2 separate regions of the Sus scrofa genome follow, and region 1 is linked to region 2. Evidence: chromatin contacts called from public Hi-C data. All regions are on one chromosome and are shown on one strand. Each heading gives the region's core, a stretch centred on a gene start, on an enhancer-like site or on the middle of the called end of the contact. The rest is flanking DNA. Distances are from core to core; before and after follow the strand shown.

Region 1 (6,166 bases), core at 220-2,719, 59 kb after region 2:
AAGGGGACTGACTTGCTCTGGTTTTTGGGTTTTTTTTAAATTCAAAAAAATTTTTTTTTTGATTTTTAGGGCTGTGCCTGGGCATATGGAAGTTCCCAGGCTAGGGGTCGAACCAGAGCTACAACTGCCGGCCTACACACAGCCACAGCAACGCAGGATCCAAGCCGCATCTGCGACCTACACCACAGCTCACGGCAATACCAGATCCTTAACCCACTGAGAGAGGCCAGGGGTTCAAACCCACATCCTCATGGGTCCTAGTTCTTTAACCCCTGAGCCACAAAGGGAACTCAGCTCTGTTTTAATAGTAAGAAACCCTGTTGGTTATAGCGCCCCCTACTGCCTGCTTCCCAGATGAGACTTCCTGGGGCAGAAGAAGAGAATCAGCCTCCCTTGGCTGCATAAAGAGATGTGACATTCAAACCTAGAGCTAAATGGTTAAACTTTGGCAGGCTTTGTGCAATGACCTATGAGGTCAAACTGGCTAACATTTTCTGATTAATCATTTGCGTGCAGTAACTAACACTTTAAAAACATGAAAGAGGCAAAGAAATGAAATCCTTTGCCGTCCTGGCTACCTAGGGAAATTTACTAAGATTCTGGTGAAGGTCCTCTTCCTCTGATGACATGGAGGTCTTCTCTTTGTAAAGAACTGCTGGCAACAGAGGCTTTTTGTAAACAGAATTCAGGAGGGAACTATGTCGTGATGGTGCGACTCTGAGCCTAGCATTCACTGAATGGCTGCCCTGCCGCAGGTCAGCCCAGAGACAGGGGCGGCATTTATCAAATCTGAAAGCCAAGGGCGAGGGAGTTCCAGAGCAGAGGAGGCCAACTATGCAAGTGACAGCCACTCTGCAAACATTAGGTGGTAAGTGGGATGCATCAGAGCTGAAGGAGAAAGAATGTGAGGAAACAGAAGGGTAGCTGAGAATGCTGGACATTCCAGAAGTGGGCTGGGGCAGGGAGGGGTTTTGGCTGAACCACAGGTCCTAACCCAGTCCTGCTGGTTTGAATGAGAAGTGAGTTTTCTATTTAAACTGAATTTCCAGGGGTGGGACACAAGAGAAAGAACAGAACCCTTAGCAAAAAAAAGAAAAGGGGGGGAGGTTGCTGACCCAGGGGCAGCTCAGTCCAGGGGGAGCTGCAGAGCCGGGGAGGGGGAGGGGCTCCCTGAAATGAAAAACCACCCAGTGGTCACAGCCTGGGTGGAATCCAAGAGGCCACTTGGCCCATGAAACGGTTTCTCTTCCTGCTTGCCACGCTGAGGGGACTCTCTTCCTATGTAACGTAGTAAATTCCCCTCCAATCTCAAAACACAGGTAACAGCTTGGCCCCGGTGAGAAATAGCTGGCTTCATGTTTCCCCCCAGTATGATTTCCTGTACATCCAGCGAGGGGCCCTGCCCACTCCCCTGCAGGGCTCGGGAGCCGAGCCGAGTAGGAAAAAACAAGGCTGATTCATGTTTGTGATTAACTTCTCACCTAATGCTGTAATCCCATCCCGAAGCCCTGGCCCAGCTGTCAGTGCTGGTCTGGGAACTCAGAGGAAGGGCGGGTGGCTACAGGTTTTCTGCACCAGCCTGGGTTCCAGCCACCAGCAGGCTGCTCAGGTCTCAGATGTCACTTCTTGCGGGGATCCCTTCTGCCTCCACCATTGGATTTTTCCCTCCAGATTACCTGGAGCCATTTTTTTATTTGCACCTCCATCACAATACTTGCCTTCTCTTTAAACCATTTCAGGGAGGTGCCAAGCTCAAGGCCAGAAGAAGGTTTAGGACTCAGTGGCTCACAGTGAAGTGAACTGCAGCACAGGATGCCTGGTCCTGGAAGACTGCACAGGACAGAAAAGAAGCCCAAAGCAAATGCTGGCCTCTCGCGTCTGCAACTCAGCCGGTCTGGCCCTGGCCAGCAGTGCAGATGCGACCTCCCTCGGCTTTTCTCAACAATAATCCCAGCCCCTTGTTATGATAAACTACTTGCTCCTTGCTCGGCAGTACATTCAGGAACTGGACTGCTGCCAAGGAAAACTCAGGAGCAGTGGTAGGACTATTGAAATAAATTCATAGCCTATGATAAATACAGGAAAAACAGTCCTGGTTAATACGCTTATATGCCAACACAATCGCATGGTTATTTAAGAGGAGGAGTTTTTACATAAATGTATGTGATTTTAATAAGGCTGATTCGTTTTTTCAAATAAGCAATTCACAACCTATTTAACCAAGTAGATGCCAGCCCTTCAGAGTTGATATCAATACTGTAGGAAGCTACAGCTGCCTGAAACAGTTCTATTCCTATCTGTGGAGGCTTTCAGAGCTAGTCCAGAAGGACCATTGGATCCAGCACTGGATAATGATGCTTTCTGGTTTCAAGTCCCAAATGGCATCACCCAACATGCTTACTGGCCACACTTGGCCTGCATTCTTTTTGAGGTTTCCAAAAATTAAATCCACCTTCAAAAAAATAAATCTTTGCTGCTCCTCAAGCATGCAAAAGACAGCTCTGTAAGTCCCGGATTTCCAGAGAGAGATTCTGAAGTTATTCTGAGCAAGAAAAACATCATTGCTGACCTCACGGGTGACTGCTGCAAATACGCAACAAGTTCTGATTTCTTTGTTTGAAGATCTGTCATGTCATTTTAGAATCAGAGTTCATCTCGACTCATCCTGTGCAGACTGTCATCAGGTTTGGTTTGCACCAAAGAGTTGACCCGCATCGAGGAATTTAAACCTTGAATACCAGACCCACTATGACATTTGGATCAGTGGGAGCCTTTGCAAATCCATATGAAAACCTGAGCAGCCCACACGGGGTGTTTCAGCAGCTGGCCACCCTGCAGGAGGTGCATGGAGTGAAATAACTAAAAGCAGCCTCTTTACTTCTAATCTGGCATAAATCACCCTGATTCGATTTCAAGGGGATGGGGTGGGTGTGCTGGAATGAAGGGCCAGCGCCCGCTTTCAGGAGAACCTTGGTGCCCTTCGTGTGGTGTTTCAGGCTGGGTTTTGCCTTCAGGAGAGCAGAACGCATGCCCCGCTTCCAGGTGAGAGTCCAAACACTCCCGGCACTAACTCTGTGCTTATTACAAATCAACCCCCCTAGGCCTGGTTAGGGGGGCGAGGAGCACCTCCGCTGGGCTCCACCTTGTGGGTGAGCTGGGCAGAAATTCCTGTTACGGGGGACTTAATTCATGTTGCCTCAGAAAGTCTCTCTTCTTTTTCTTCTCCCTCTTCCTCTCCTTCCTAAGAACACTGAACGAATGCAAGGACAGAAATTGACTGGGTAAACCTCCATCTGTGCATGAAGCTCAAGATCTGCTTCCTCCAACCCGCAGTCCCCTCCACCTAAGGCAGCAGAGAGAACTCTCAGCAAGCCCAGGACACCCCCAGCCCATGAAGCCCATCAGCTCTGTTGCTCTGTTTTTCTAGCGTTCACTTTCTAGACTCAAGGTGACTTCTGGGCTTTCAGGGTACTAAGACTCTGGCTGGCATGGCTTTGATGTGTCATGACCGGAAAGCAGGCACACATGCTGCCATCCCTCAGGGGACAAGGCTGCTGGGTTCTTCCCATGCTACAGGGGACCCATCAGCCTAGAGCTGCAGAAAGGGGGGCACTGTGAGGATAGAAAGTGACCGTCTACAACCAAAAGTGAAACCCATAAAAGGACATAATAAGAGCCTTTTGGAAGCCCCAGGGCCCTGTAACTTACACAAAACCACAATCAGGTCCATCGCAGGCTGGAGGCAGCAACCCAGTTGCCCACTGATGTTCTGTGAGTCTTACCATTGTGCGGGGTCCCATGGCTGCATGGGCAGCAGATGGGACTGTGGCCCTTGAGGAGCTTCCACTTAGAAAGGTTATGAGAGAGTGAATTCTGAAGCCAAAATGCTTGGATTTGAATCTGGGCCCTGCTATGTACACAGACAGTTGTGTGGTTTTGGGCAACTTATTATTATTATTATTATTTTGTGACTCAATTCCTCTTCTGTAGAAGGACATTAAAAATATTCCCTTCCAGAGTTCCCGTTGTAGTGCAGTGGAAATGAATCCGACTAGGAACCACGAGGTTGCAGGTTCGATCCCAGGCCTCGCTCAGTGGGTTAAGGATCCAGCGTTGCTGTGAGCCATGGTATAGGTCAGAGATGTGGCTTGGATCAGATGGGCTGTGGCTGTTGTGTAGGCCGGCAGCTGTAGCTCCAACTAGACCCCTAGCCTGGGAACCTCCATATGCCGTGAGTGCAGCACTAAGAAGACAAAAGACAAAAAAAAAAAAGTCCCTTCCAAAGAATCACTGTGAGGAGATAATGAGTGAATCCATATCCAGGCTTAGGACAGTACTGGACACATGCTTTATGAGGGTGAGCGTTAGCTGTTATTACCTGAACACAGAAGACCTGTGTCAGAAGTCAGAGCCTTAGGTAGGCAGAATGGGCTTCTAGGGAGGGGAGGGCCTGACTTAGGACATTGGGGCATCGTCTAACACTTTTCCTCTAAATGAAGCTCACCACCCACGACTACGGGGCCACCACTCTGCAGAAGGGCCTCTGGCAGCACTTCCCAAGCCCTTGATGAAGGCTGTGGACACCCACACTCAGCTGCTCACCTTCCGACCTGGTTCTTTTGCTCGTCTTTGCTTCCTCTGCTGGGCCACCTGCTGTTGAATCAGGCAGGTGATTTCAGTTCAAGTCAGCAGAGGTCTATTTCCATGGGAGGAGCTGTGGCAACAAAAACATGCATTGAACAATATCCATATTGTCCTCCAGAAGCTCCCCAGTCTGGTGACAGACGAGGCAGCAGTTTCCTAAGTCAATGTATTCGGAGAGGTTGTTCTGGGAGGGAGAAGAGGAGGGCTCGGATCAGGGACAGAGTGAGCACCTCTCCAAGGGTGACTTCAAAAGAGGAGTCAGGGCCAGGGTGCAGAGGCAGGGTGCAGGGGCCATGGCAGTCCAGACCCAAGACAGCACTCGAAGCTTGGCTTGGACCCCCCACTCTCTCTGCAAATACCAGGGGTGACTTTCTTTTTGTCTCCCTTGTCCTCCAGCTGCTCTGAAATCCCCCAGGATCTGCCAGGGGCCTGAGGAAGTATGTGTGGAGTTGGCCTGAGCCGACCAGCTGCTCTGCTGTGTGCATCGCAGGCCTGCTTGAGATGGGGTGGATGGGATGGGACGCTCTGGGCAGAAGGCACAGCAAAAGCAAAGGCTGCAGCAGGAAGGCCAGTGGAGCTGTGCGCACAGCTCTAGCTGTAAAGCCGGACCCCTTCTATCCATTAGCTCTGTCATCTGGGGAAGGCTGCTTTGCTTCTCTTGAGTTTTGATGACAAATTGGGCAGAATAATACCCAGGAGAGTATTTATGAGGATTGAGTGAGGGATATATACCTGAGGAATACCTAATAAGCCCCTACTGTGTGCTCAGCCAGAAGAGATTGTCGAGGTCCAAGCCCAGCTTTTCTCCTTCTGCTGTCTGTTTTTATAACACCCAAGGGCACCTGGATCATTTGCTGTCAAAGAAATCAGGGAACACAAAACACCTCTCTTTGAAATAGCTTTTGAAAAAAGAAGGCAGTGTTGGCCAAAAATTGGGCATGATGGTGTTGGTCTTTATACCCCAGCAAGAGTCCAATTGGGCTGTAGCTGTATAGACTTTCCTGGTGGGTCCCACTGCCACAGGAAGCAGGCCTCTGGCCTGGAGGAGAGGCCTAGAGCCTGGGAGTTGTATTTCCTGCTTAGATTAAGGAGGTGGCCAATTAGGGCTAATTGCGGAGACGATGTTGTGATGTGGACATCCATCTGCTCGGGGGACGCTATGTGCAGACAGCAGGGTCAGTACACAGACGTCAGAGGACAGCCATTGGACAGGAGCCTTCATGCACCACCAACCTGTCCTCTTCGATGACCCGAGGGGAATGCCCCCTACCCCAGTACCAGTCCTTGGCCATCCACATTCCCTGTTACTGCCACCTGAATCTGCCTAGCCAGAGATGCAGAAGTTGAGCCTGAAAATGGCCCGAGGAAAAGAGGAGGAAAAAGAAAGAAGAGGAATGCAATTTTTGCTGGGCTTAAATCATGGTTTGTAACATATCTAAAGTCTGAGCTATTTACATTAAAAACAACAGAAATGGAGTTCCCGTCGTGGCTCAGTGGTTAACGAATCCAACTAGGAACCATG
Region 2 (5,772 bases), core at 882-3,381:
GGGGCTGGTGAGGAACAGGGAGCTAAGAATTCCAGGAAAGGCTGGGGATGGTCGCAGAGCAAGGTGGGAGCAGGTAGGGGTGTGCTGGACAGAGTGCTTTTGCCTCCAGGTGTCCACCTCTCATCCTGACCCCCTCACTGCTCGGCTAAGAGACCATCTGGGACAAGCGGAGCTGCTGATATGGGTTCATTATCACACAAAACACTGAGCTAGCCATCCACCAATGCTGCTCTTACTCCTGGGTGGCAAGAAAATGCTGAAATGAGCCGTTATTGAACTGTACAATGGTAGAGCCAGAAGGAACATTAAAGTTGTCTCTCTGGTTACAGGGTCCAGCTCACGAGGGGCTCAACTGGGAATGGAGTAACTCTGGACGCTCAATCCAAAGCTCTTGAACATGTCAATTGGTTTAGCAAGGGATTAGAGATTCTCTTTTGTAAGATTTAAACCTAAATAGTTCATGGTTGTCTATAACATCAGTTTAAGTCCAGGTCCCTAGAGCCCTGAATGAAGCCTGGAGCACTTTTGCCCGGACTGAGCCACAGAGACCCATGTCCAGCAGAAAGACAATGTGAACCACGCAAGTAATTGTATTTTGTTTGTTTGTTTGTCTTTTTGCCTTTTCCAGGGTCGCTCCCATGGCATATGGAGGTTCCCAGGCTAGGGGTTTGATTGGAGCTGTAGCCACCGGCCTACGCCAGAGCCACAGCAACTCAGGATCCGAGCCACATCTGCAACCTACATCACAGCTCATGGCAACGCCAGATCCTTAACCCACTGAGCAAGGCCAGGAATCGAACCCACATCCTCATGGTTCCTTGTCGGATTTGTTAACCACTACGCCACGACGGGAACTCCACGCAAGTAATTTTAAATGTTCTAATAGCCACATTTAAAAAAGGACAAAGAAACCAGTGAAATTAATGTAAATAAGAGTATACTGGTTATTTATTGCTGTGAACCAGATTACCCCCAAACTTAACTTAAAACACACATCTATCATTTCCCAGTTGCTATGGATCAGCACACACAGAAGCTTAGCTAGATAGTTCTGGCTCTGGGCTTCTTCTGAGTTTGCCTTCAAGCTCTCAGCCTGGCTACCTCATCTGAATTGACTGGGATAGGTGCTTCCAAAAAGCCGGCAGTTGGTTCCGGCTGGGGGCTGGGGTGCCTCCATTCTCCTCTGCATGACCTCTCATCCTCCAGGGCCTCTCTTCTCAATCAGGCATCTTCAGCTTAGGAGTCTGTTTTTCTCTGAGGACTGGGCTCTGAGATAGTAAGGGAGTAGGGGAGGGGGCAAGCTAATAAGAGAGGGCAGGAGCACCCAAGAGTCATACTGCCGTCTTTTCCTGATCTAATCTTGGGAGTTCCATCCCATCCCTCCTGCCAAATTCCACAAGTTAGAATCATTAGAATCAGGCCATCAAGTGCAGCCCACCTTCTAGAGGAGGGACTTACACACAGGCATGAATACCAGGAGGCTGGGGTCACTGGCGGTCATTTTAGAAGTGGCCACCACAAATATACATTGACCCCAATACACTTAAAGTATTAGTTAACATGTAAGGAATATAAATGTTTGAGATAGCTACATTTTTTTTTTTCATTCTAAGCTGGGGAAATGCAGTGTGTGTTTTATGCTCACGGCATCTATCAGTTTGGACAAGCTCCATTCCAAGGAGTGGCCACTCCATTCCAAGGAGTTTGGCAGTAGCCACCTGAAGACCCAAAGGCCAAAACCAAGGGGCCTTCCCTACCAGGAACTAAAGTGATTTTAGTCATCCAGCAGACCTGTATCAAGTGCTAACCACAGTGCGAAATGCGGAGATCCCCAAAGCAAGAAATCATGGTGCCTGTCCTTAAAGGAACTCGGCCAGAGAAGTACAAAGTTAAATTCTGAATCTACATCAACGATTCTGTTCCTCCTTCAGAGAGCTCTAGCCTCTGATGGGTTCTGGAAGAAAGTAGAGCTCAGCCTCTCCACAGTCCTGGGAAAGGTGGGTGACCTAGAGTCTGTTTGGCCCAGCTGGAGCCCCCAGCAATGACCGCATGCATCATTCACTCCCACACCCAGCCTGAGGCCATGTCTCCAGCCCTGAGCTGGAGCCCATATGTTGGCCTGAAATCCAATTTGCCTTGGACATGGAGCAAGTTAAATATTTGTTTAACTTGGTACATTGTACTTTCCACTCTTCTCCACAAGCAGGGCCTGTGGGGGAAGGAAGATGGAGGGGGTACCTGAATGACTTCAGACTTCTCGGGTGCTGTGGAGGGGGCTCTGAAGAAATGCTGGCACATCTCGTGGCGGCACCAAGCTTCACATATCTGTGACTAAACTGATGTGAGGGAAAAAATGTCCATAATTATTTTACCAGCTATGAATGGATTCAGCATCAGGGAGAATTATTTTTACTCTCTTCTCTGTCTTACCTCTGATAACGTAAATTTCTTTGCTTTTGCAGAATGTCCATATGTATTTGACTTACATCTTTTTCCACAATGTACATCCTGAAGTATATTTGTGATAAGTTATAAGCACCTTGAGAGTATAACTATGTAGTCAGGGCCTACTAGAAGAACTTTCATCTTCCAAACTAGCACTTAAATTCTATTTATTAATGGTGATACACTTGCCAGTCCAGCTTAAAAATTCCAGGTTTCACTCAGGGGAAATGCAATATACATTTCATTCGCAGTAGAGAAAAACAGCTTTCTGAGTGGTCTTCCCAATGCAAACAGTAGTCATTTATTTTACTTAAAATTTTTTCTTCCAGTTTTATTGTAATATAATTGACATAAAGCACAGTATAAGTTTAAGGTGTAGAACATAATGCTCTAACAAGCGTCATGAAATGATATACCATGATAAGTTTAGTGAACATCCATTATCTCATCTAGGTACAAAATTAAATAGAAAAACATTTTTTTCCTTGTGATGAGAATTCTTAGGATTTATTCTTTTAACAGCTTTCATCCATAACATACAACAGGGTTAATTATCTTTATCATGTTGTACATTACATCTCTAGTACTTATGAATTTATAACTACAAGTTCGTAACTTTTGACTGACTTCATCCAATTCCCTCTCCACCCAAACCCCAGCTCTGGTAGCCACAAATCAGACCTCTTTTTCTATGAGTTTGAAGTATAATTGATCTACAAAACTATGTTAGTGCCTGGCATATGATATGGTGAACTCCATATTTCTATATATTTCAAAATGATCACTAGGATAAGTCTAATTACCATCTGTCACCATACAAACATATTACATAATTACTATATTCCCCACACCATACATTTCATACCTATGACTCATTAGTTTTGCAACTGGAAGTCTGTACCTCTTAAACTTCCTAGCCTATTTTTCTCCTTCCCCCATACCTGCCCCCTGTGGCAATTACTTGTTTACTCTCTGAATTTATGACTCTGTTTCTGTTTTGTTATGTGTGTTCATTTGTTTTGTTTTTTAGATTCTACTTTTACGTGAAATCATACAGTATTTGTCTTTCTCTGACTTGTTTCACTTAGTATAATATCCCCTAGGTCTACTCATGTCATCGCACATGGCAAGATCCCACTCTGTTTTAATGGCTGAGTAATATTCCTTTGTGTGTATATGGGGGTGGGAGGGATAGACAGACAGATAGATAGATTGATAGATCTCACATCTTCTTTATCTGTTCACTTATTGATGGGCATAAGTTGGTTCCAACAACTTGGCTTTTGTAAATAGTGCTGCAATGAACATATGAGTATATACATCTTTTCTAATTAGTATTTTCATTTTGCTCAGATAAATATCCAGGAGTGGAATTGCTAGCTTGAATGGTAGCTCTATTTTAGTTTTTTGAGGAATCTCCATACTGTTTTGCACATTGGCTGCACCAATTTATAGTCCCACCAATAGTGCATGAGGCTTAGTAGTCATTCATTTTAAAGTCAGAGGAAAATTCATGCCTGTCTCAATGGGAAGGAATCAGTTTTACTTAGACGGTATCTGGAAAAATGATCCTGAATTCCTTTATGTCTTGCCTTCATAAAAAACATTTAGAAAAAAAAAACAAAACAAAACTATTTGAAGACAGTTTCAAGACTACAAATAAAATAATACATTTTTTACATATACAGCCCATCCCCCAATTTTTTTCACATACACATAAACTCATCAATGTTATAGTAGTTGCATCTTTAAAATGAAATGCCTTCTTTCCACAGAGTGGACACAGCTTTTTGTTTCTGTATTTAAAAATGTCATGATTTTGGTTGAGCTGCCATAGGCTGGGGCTCAACCATACAACCTGGAAAAACATTCAGGGGGTCTGGAACATAGAAAAATCCCCAAAGCTGTTTGGCTGGAATTTGGATGGTGAAATTAAAGCTTCTGTTCTGTGCAAATCTGCCCAGATTTAGTGTTTTACACTGCTCTGGGAGCCAAAAACTGACTGTGTCTAAGGGTCCCTCCAAGAATAGAAGCTCCCATACCCTGAAGTCAGGTAATATTAGAGAAAGAAATGAATTTTTAAAATTCCATTGTAAATGCAATTTATAGATATCTTTTCACATAGAATGGCTACATTCTGCAAGTACAGTTTGCTTCTGGTTTGGAGGTTCTGAATAAAAACTAAAAGAAGTAGCATTTTGGGGGTTTCTGTTGTGGCTCATCAGTTAATGAAACTAACTAGCATCCATGAGGACGTGGGTTCCATCCCTGGCCTCGATTAGTGGATTAAGACCTAGTGTTGCCATGAGCTGTGGTGTAGGTCACAGATGCTGCTGGGATCCTGTGTTGCTGTGGCTGTGGTGTAGGCCGGCAGCTACAGCTCCGACTGGACCCCTAGCTTGGGAACCTTTGTATGCCCTGGGTGTGGTCCTAAAAAGACAAAATTAAATAAGAAATCAAAGAAAATGCATTTTTAATTGGCTTTGAGAAGATCAGCATCCTCAAATATGGCATATTCGATGGAACACGTTACTATTTTTGCAGTTTTAGAATATATTCTAGCCAATATACATGTGTCTGTTTTGCCTGGATAGGTACATAAATGCAAGCACCTAATGTGTATAGTGGCAATCGTAAAAATATATTTCTTTTTTAAAAATATAGATCTTATTGTCATTAAATTCTAACATATCCCACAAAACAAATATTTCATTGCTGTAATAGCGCTGGCGGCTGGGAAAGATGGGGGATATGCCGCTCCTTGGAGAAACGAGAAAGTAGACCACATCTTTCAGCCCTTTCCATTCCAACTTGGGTTTGCGTCTTAAAAGGAGCAGCTGAGTCCATCAGCTAAACCTCAAAGCTTGAGATTTGCTTTGAAACTGGACCGCCTGCCATTGGCCGGCCCCAGCGACTACCAGCAGTCTCCCTGGGCCTCGGGTTCCCGGGAGGGTTTGCGTGGCCTGGTTCAGCGGAAAGTGGGCCTTCCCACTCCGGGAAAGACATGGTTTGCTGCCCTCTTCCCCTCTAGGCCCACCCTGCGACACGGATCCAGAGCTGCGCGCGCTTGGCTGGGGCCGTGAGACCACTGCCCCCGGCAGGCCCACTCGAAGGGTCGCTGGACCTGCGACCTGGACGTTGCGCCCTTCTCGGGACTCGCGGAGCACAAGCGCAACTACAGCGGGTCCCGACCCGCGCTATAAGACCTCCAGCGCCGCCCGCACAGCCCCGGCCGCAGGATCAGAAAGGGAGGCCCCATCCGCGACAAAGTCCCGGGGGATCCTGGCTGCAGTGGCTCACGCCCGGGGCTCCCCTATCGGAAACTCC

What was found. A called contact is a pair of places that touch in the nucleus more often than the background predicts.
Region 1: a Hi-C map of liver shows a contact between it and region 2, with 5 times the contacts expected there. The contact joins two enhancer-like sites. A contact is called at or near these places in 2 of 5 promoter capture datasets (fetal liver and liver) and 5 of 47 Hi-C or Micro-C datasets (fetal liver, liver and skeletal muscle).

What each region holds. Positions count from the first base shown.
Region 1 is chr2:82,440,467-82,446,632 of Sscrofa11.1, forward strand. No RefSeq gene overlaps it. Among named protein-coding and RNA genes, the nearest start is that of TMEM174, 110 kb to the left of the region's middle. Within about 2 kb of position 1,470, at least 14 of the 83 cell types and tissues checked have an H3K27ac peak or open chromatin away from gene starts, as enhancers often do. A contact at or near this core is called in liver, where this site is marked.
Region 2 is chr2:82,380,745-82,386,516 of Sscrofa11.1, forward strand. The region is part of intron 2 of LOC102165038 (a long non-coding RNA gene); the gene reads right to left. Among named protein-coding and RNA genes, the nearest start is that of TMEM174, 48 kb to the left of the region's middle. Within about 2 kb of position 2,132, at least 3 of the 83 cell types and tissues checked have an H3K27ac peak or open chromatin away from gene starts, as enhancers often do. A contact at or near this core is called in liver, where this site is marked.